2 separate regions of the Rattus norvegicus genome follow, and region 1 is linked to region 2. A link is a contact called in public Hi-C data. All regions are on one chromosome and are shown on one strand. The core of a region is the stretch at or near the end of the contact, and the rest is flanking DNA. Distances in the headings are between cores, read along the strand shown.

The links. Hi-C and Micro-C count contacts between places; a contact is called where the count stands out from the background.
Region 1: a Hi-C map of prefrontal cortex shows a contact between it and region 2, with 4 times the contacts expected there. The contact joins the promoter of Zeb2-as1 here to the promoter of Gtdc1 in region 2. A contact is called at or near these places in 7 of 12 Hi-C or Micro-C datasets (the Rat2 cell line, frontal cortex, kidney and 3 more) and 1 of 1 datasets of contacts at active chromatin or transcription factors (oligodendrocytes).

The regions. Positions count from the first base shown.
Region 1 is chr3:49,751,019-49,753,908 of GRCr8, reverse strand. Zeb2-as1 (ZEB2 antisense RNA 1) reads right to left here and starts at 1,407. Exons shown (of 3, transcript NR_132636.2): 1 at 1,244-1,407. Zeb2 (zinc finger E-box binding homeobox 2) reads left to right here. Exons shown (of 10, transcript NM_001033701.2): 2 at 2,376-2,517. The coding sequence starts at 2,445.
Region 2 is chr3:49,569,625-49,572,547 of GRCr8, reverse strand. It overlaps Gtdc1 (glycosyltransferase-like domain containing 1), which reads left to right and starts at 1,433. Exons shown (of 11, transcript NM_001393689.1): 1 at 1,433-1,512.

The sequences.
Region 1 (2,890 bases), core at 158-2,657, 180 kb before region 2:
TTCCCCACCTCCCCCAGTAATTTGCTCTGTACCTGTCCATTCAGGTAACCAAAGGTGTTTTTTGCTACATAGTCTAGGAAAAGTTTTGCTGAGAACTGTATGGCTGGGGTAAAAAAACTCATCAAGTGGAGAGCTTCTGCTTTGTTCTCACACCGACTTCCAATTCATTATATCCAGCAATTAAAACTTGGCAAATACCTGTTAATAATTATAAAACTTATTCGAGAAAGACCTACCAAATTCGGGAGCAAGTCCTTCTCTTAGACATGGTAGTCTAATCTTTCCCACCGGAGAAGGCTGTTTTCTAAGCAGAAACTTGACTGTTTTTGTCTGCCTAGCGAGTTTCATTTCTTTATTTCATTCTTTGTGTGTGTGTGTGTGTGTGTGTGTGTGTGTGTGTGTGTGTGAAGTAACACCTCACTTCTGTGATTATAAATAAAGAAGTGAAAGTTCTCTTGGAACTTGAGTCGTTTACCAAAGTGAATTGGGGGGGGGGTCCACTACAGCTGGGAAGAAAACTGCTGTCAGGATAATAGGGTTAAAATTAGGGTAACTTTTGAAATTATATTTTAAATGACCAAGTAATATACACATGGATTTTTTTTATGGAACCTCTCTCTCTCTCTCTCTCTCTCTCTCTCTCTCTCTCTCTCTCTCTCTCTCTCTCTCTCTCTCTCACACACACACACACACTCACACACACACCCTTCCAGACTTTGAGACTGAAAAGTTGGAGTTCAGGAGTCACAGACATAGTGGTGAGCTCAGCTAACATAAATGTGTTTATCTCCCACCTACTTACGTGTTTCCCATGCTACCCCTCTAACGAGGAGGGCAAGAGTGCTTGTTCCAGAAATTAAGACTAACATTCACAAATAAAGTTTACAGCATAAATGCCATGTCTTTCCCTCACACACATACTGGCTCATAAAGCTAGCAACTTATTTTATTAAATATATATTTTATATGCAGTGGCGTGTAAGTCTCAGCAGAAATCAGACAGGCCAGCTGTTTCATCCCACAGACTTGTGTGACCATTTCTTTATTCCAGGATCCCCCCCCCGCAAAAAAAAAAATTCGAATTAATAGGACAGACAAGAAATGATTTCTTTTTAAATGTGTCAAACTTGAAATCTACCCTGTATGCCTAGGTAAATTTAAAGTGCTTTCTACAACACCCACTTCCCCTTCTCTCTGCCCCCCTTCACCCCCGCTCAGCAAATGTGCGGAAACTGATACTCACTTTCCAGGTTTTCCGCAAAGCTTGTGGCACCGGAGACAATAGGTGCAGGGTGTAGGGACTGGGCGTGCTGGGCGGCAGAGAAAGGGTTAATGGCCCTTGTGTTACAGTTTGCATCTGTTACATCTTTTATAGCCCGCTGTTTAAACTAATCCTCGAGGCACAGCATCTTCCCACCCCGCGGAGTTTCAGGGCTCTCCTCTTCTCCGGCCTGCCTCCGAGGTTCCCCTTCTCCAAGTTTTGACAGTTTGAGCTCAAAGAATGCAGCGCCTCCCTCGATTTTTAGGTACAAAAGTTTCGAAGCCAGAGAGGACAAGATCCTTTAGAACAACTTAAATAGTGGTCACGGACTTTCTCTTTCCTTTCTTGAGAGGGAAAAAAAAATCTACTGGAAGAATTTAAGGAAATCAGTGTGGGGAAACGTGTGTGTGTGTGTTTGGGGGGGGGGGGGCTTAAGTAAATATTGTCCAAGTGGTGAGGTTGGGGGAGGAACAATGTCCAGAGAGGCTTATAATTATATTTCTTTTGCCGGGTAAAATGGGAAATCTTAATTTGGGGGCGGAGGGTGTAGGGAAAGAGACAGTGCCTCGATAAACTCCAAAGGGGAGGGGAGGGGTCGCGGGGCGAGTGGGCTTCCTGTAATTACTATTATCAATTTACCCGAGTGTGCTTCATCCAAGGGCTGTTTTGCGTTGTTTGTTACTTTTTTTCCCTCTTGGGAATGGGGGGTCGGAGGAGGGATGAGAAAAGATGAGAGCGAAAGACCCCCTCTCCAAGTTCCCGAGCCCGGCTGAGGACTTTTCGGAGGAAGGGGTCCGCCTAGCCTTGAGTCAAGCAGTCTTACTGTACCGCTGTGTGCATTCCCTCATACGGTCAGGAGTTATGACTCATTTTGAAGATGTAATTCTTGTCTCTGATCCCCTCGCGAGTGCAACACACCAAACAGTAACAACACAAAGCGCCTCGGGGCCAAGGCTGGGGGTGGGGGGCGGGGAGGGGGCCGCCGAAGTTTCGCTTTGGCGCTGGGGGCGCGGATGGGTGCTCACCCGGGCCCTGGCCCGGATCCCCTGGGCGGCCCGCGCGCGTTTCAATGGGCGCGGACGATGCCCACATTGTCGCTGTGTTTGGTTGCTAGATCGAGCCTGCGTGCTGCCGAAGCAGGGCGCCGAGTCCATGCGAACTGCCATCTGATCCGCTCTTATCAATGAAGCAGCCGATCATGGCGGATGGCCCCCGGTGCAAGAGGCGCAAACAAGCCAATCCCAGGAGGAAAAACGGTAAGAAGAGGCCCGAACCAAACTTTTCCGGGCCACTCGGCGGCCCGAGACCAGGGGAAAGGGGGGGACAGGGAGAAGGAAGCCTGTGGCGGCGCCTGGGGCTCGCGGGCGAGCCTCCCTCGGCGGCCAGCGCCGGAGCCCCACGCGCGGCCGCTGTACCGGGGGGGAGTTAAGCAAGTGCGGGGCCAAGTGAGCGCCGGGCGCCGGGAGGGGGGGCTCCGAGCGCTACCGATCGGACCTGCGCCCCACTCCGCGGCCCCGGCACCCCCGCTGCCTCCGCCCGCTCTGCTTCCCGGCCCGCAGGTCGCCGGCCCCGCGGTTGGAGCGGCCGGCGAGGGCAGGGCGGGGGCTCCGGCGCTCGGGCGCGCTGGAC
Region 2 (2,923 bases), core at 184-2,683:
GATATGTTGGTGAGGCAACTCAACTTCTCTGGACTTCAGATCTCAATCAGAAAAAAAAAAAAAAAAAAGACTCCAGGTGATCTTAAGGAGCAGCCGATTCATTTACAAAATTATGGTTCCTTTTCCAGATTGACGAATAGGCTTGGGGTTTTACCCCAATATTTTATTCTGTGAAATAGGATTTACTAGATTCGTTTGCCATTTGGAATTCTCATTTTCAGCTTTCTGCATTCACTTTTGTGTGTGTGTGTGTGTGTGTGTGTGTGTGTGTCTCCCAATTTGTGTAAAAGTAGATGGACAGATGGTTTATTAGGCTTTCTAAATGCCCATGACAGTGTTGTTCAAGTCAGCAGTGGTTGTAAGCTTTGGAAGTCCACAGAGAGTGTGGGTTTTGTTTAGAACAGAAAGAAGATCGTTTCACCGTTCAATTTAAGGAGAGCAATGTTTTCCTCACATAACTTTAAGCAACTTGTGGTTGTAACTCCAAAGGCCTAATCAGTTTGTTATTTTGGTGTGCTTAATACATTTCTGCACTACAGTCTGCTCCAATTTGTAGCTTTAAAAATAAAGTTACCAGATAAAAGCATAGACCCACTTTGCATGTTTTGTCTTTGCATGAATCATTTAATCCACAATGTGATCCCAGATTCGAAATCTCTAATTCAGACACATAGAGATGTAAAGGAGGCAGATTCCTCTCTTTATAGAAACCCTTTGGAGTTTCTTGGGTCCTTTCTGACTTTTAATTGCTCTGTGACTGCTCCTGTGATCGGGACCCCGGGTATGTTAATTATTAATACTCTAAGATGCATCTGAAGTACGTATAGTATCGACAACCAAGAGGCTGCAAATAACTTGGGTAGAGGAAAAGCCAGCACCAGCTAGCAGAGGTCCCGCAGGAATCCCGAGGGACAGAGAGCGGGCGTGAAGACCAATTCCGGCAGGAGGGTGTGCACTTGCCAAGCGGCGTCCCTGAGGCTTAGGCGCGCCCGGAAGGACCGGGAAAGGGACTACAGGTGCCGGCTAGTCACCTGCCTAAGAACGCGCGACCGGGTGAGTCAGCCCACAGACTTCTTAGGAGGAAAAGAAGGCCGCAGCGCGAGCGGAGGCAGCGACCAGAGGTGTGAGAGAGTACGGAAAAGCCGAAGGGGCGGCGGGGGCGCTGGCTTGACTGGAAAGCGTACGAGGGGCCCGTGGGCGGAGGGAGAGCAGGTGTGAGGAGCACCGCCACTGTGGAGAGTTCCCCCGCACCGAGCGGCCTCTGAGTCAGGGATTATGCGTGGAGCAAGCCGTCAGGGGGCGGAGCTTCGCGCTTGTGGGCGGGGAGGGGCGGGATGAGGGCGGGGCCGGCGCCTGACGCGCCCCAAGGCCGCTGCAGCTGCTGCGGGGAGGGGCTGCGGCCTCGGTGGCGGCCGCGGGGGAGGGGCTCGGCGTCAGCGCGTCGCCAGCTGGGCTGTCGGTGGCCTGGAGGGAGCCGTGGAGGAGGAGGAGGAGGAGGAGAAGGAGGAGGAGGTGAGTCGCCTTGGCTGGGAGCTGCGCTGGCCGCGGGAGGCGGGGAGCGCGGCCCCTCCCTCCCGGCGCCCGCCTCGCGGGGCCGCGCCGCGCGGAGTTCCCAGTGGGGCGGCGGCCGCGAGGAGCGGAGGGGGAGGAGGGCGGAGCCGGGGCCGCGCTTCCCGGGCGCACGCGCGGCCTCCTGCTCTGCCCGGCCGCGTTGTGGCCCCCGGCGACGCTTCTTGAAACGCGGAGTCTGGGACGGGCAGAGGCTGGACCGACCCTGGGACGCCTTGCCGGGGCTCCCGCGTGGCGAGGCCCTGGCCTGCGCTTTCCTGGTCCAGATCCCGGCGTCCCCATCTCGGGCGGCGAGAACCAACACCTCGCGCCCCCCATTAGAGGATTAGGCATAGGCCTGACGTTTCCGCAGTCCGGTCGTTCTTACGCAAGGCAGGGTTCTTGGTGTTAATAAGTCTTTACAACTAACTGAACTACGGCAAAGTTGCATTAATACATCAGTTTAACCCTTGGTCTCGCGGTAGGCAGCGTCCGCATCCCTACTCCCATTTTGAGGGAGTAGTGCAACTTTTATAGTCTTAGAACTACGTCTCATTGGGTAAGCTTTGAGGTAATTCTTAAGTTAGCCCCTGTGATGGGAAGTTCAAAGAAAAGGGGTTACATTTTCCCTCCCACCTGTATCACAGTTTGGAATTGGAAAACGTGAGTTGAAGGTGATGGTCCACAACACCGAGGAGGATCGTTGTCCCCTCCTGTGCCCAGCTTGCCTTAGTACCCCTGAAGTTGACTTTAAAGCTTACTGTAGTGGTTAGGTAAAGGAACTGCTGGGGGAAAAAGCGGCAGTATAACTCAAACAGAACCATTTTATTGTGTAAGCTTTAGCAGTGACAGAAGTTTCATGTTGGAACCACTAAGTGAGATACTGAAATTTAATTAGTGCATTCCAGGTTTTGATGGGGAGTAGATTCTTCTCAGCTTCAACCGAGAAGAATTATACACTGTTGTCCTTAGGGTCTTGCTTTGTATTTATTGAAATAGTTTCATCTTGAGCGCTGGGGAAACACTTTTTGAATCAGGATAGTTCGACAAACAGTTAGTAGGTAATACCTATTACTAATACACTTTACAGCACCATAGTGTCTTTTCTTTTGCTCTGAAATCATGTTGACATTTTTACCTTATAAATCATACACTAATAGGATTTTCTGTTTGGGAGGGACCTCAGGAGTATAATGTAGCTTCACTATTTTACATTTTCAAGAGATTTAGAAGGAACTTACAGTACCACTTGCCTTTATTAAGCATTTAGTTAGATGAACATCCTTCTGATGGACACACTCTTGTACCAAACTTGATCTTGATTTGGCCAACTCCCTAGCCCATCGAGCAAAGTAAAATGCTTTACTGAGCTCTG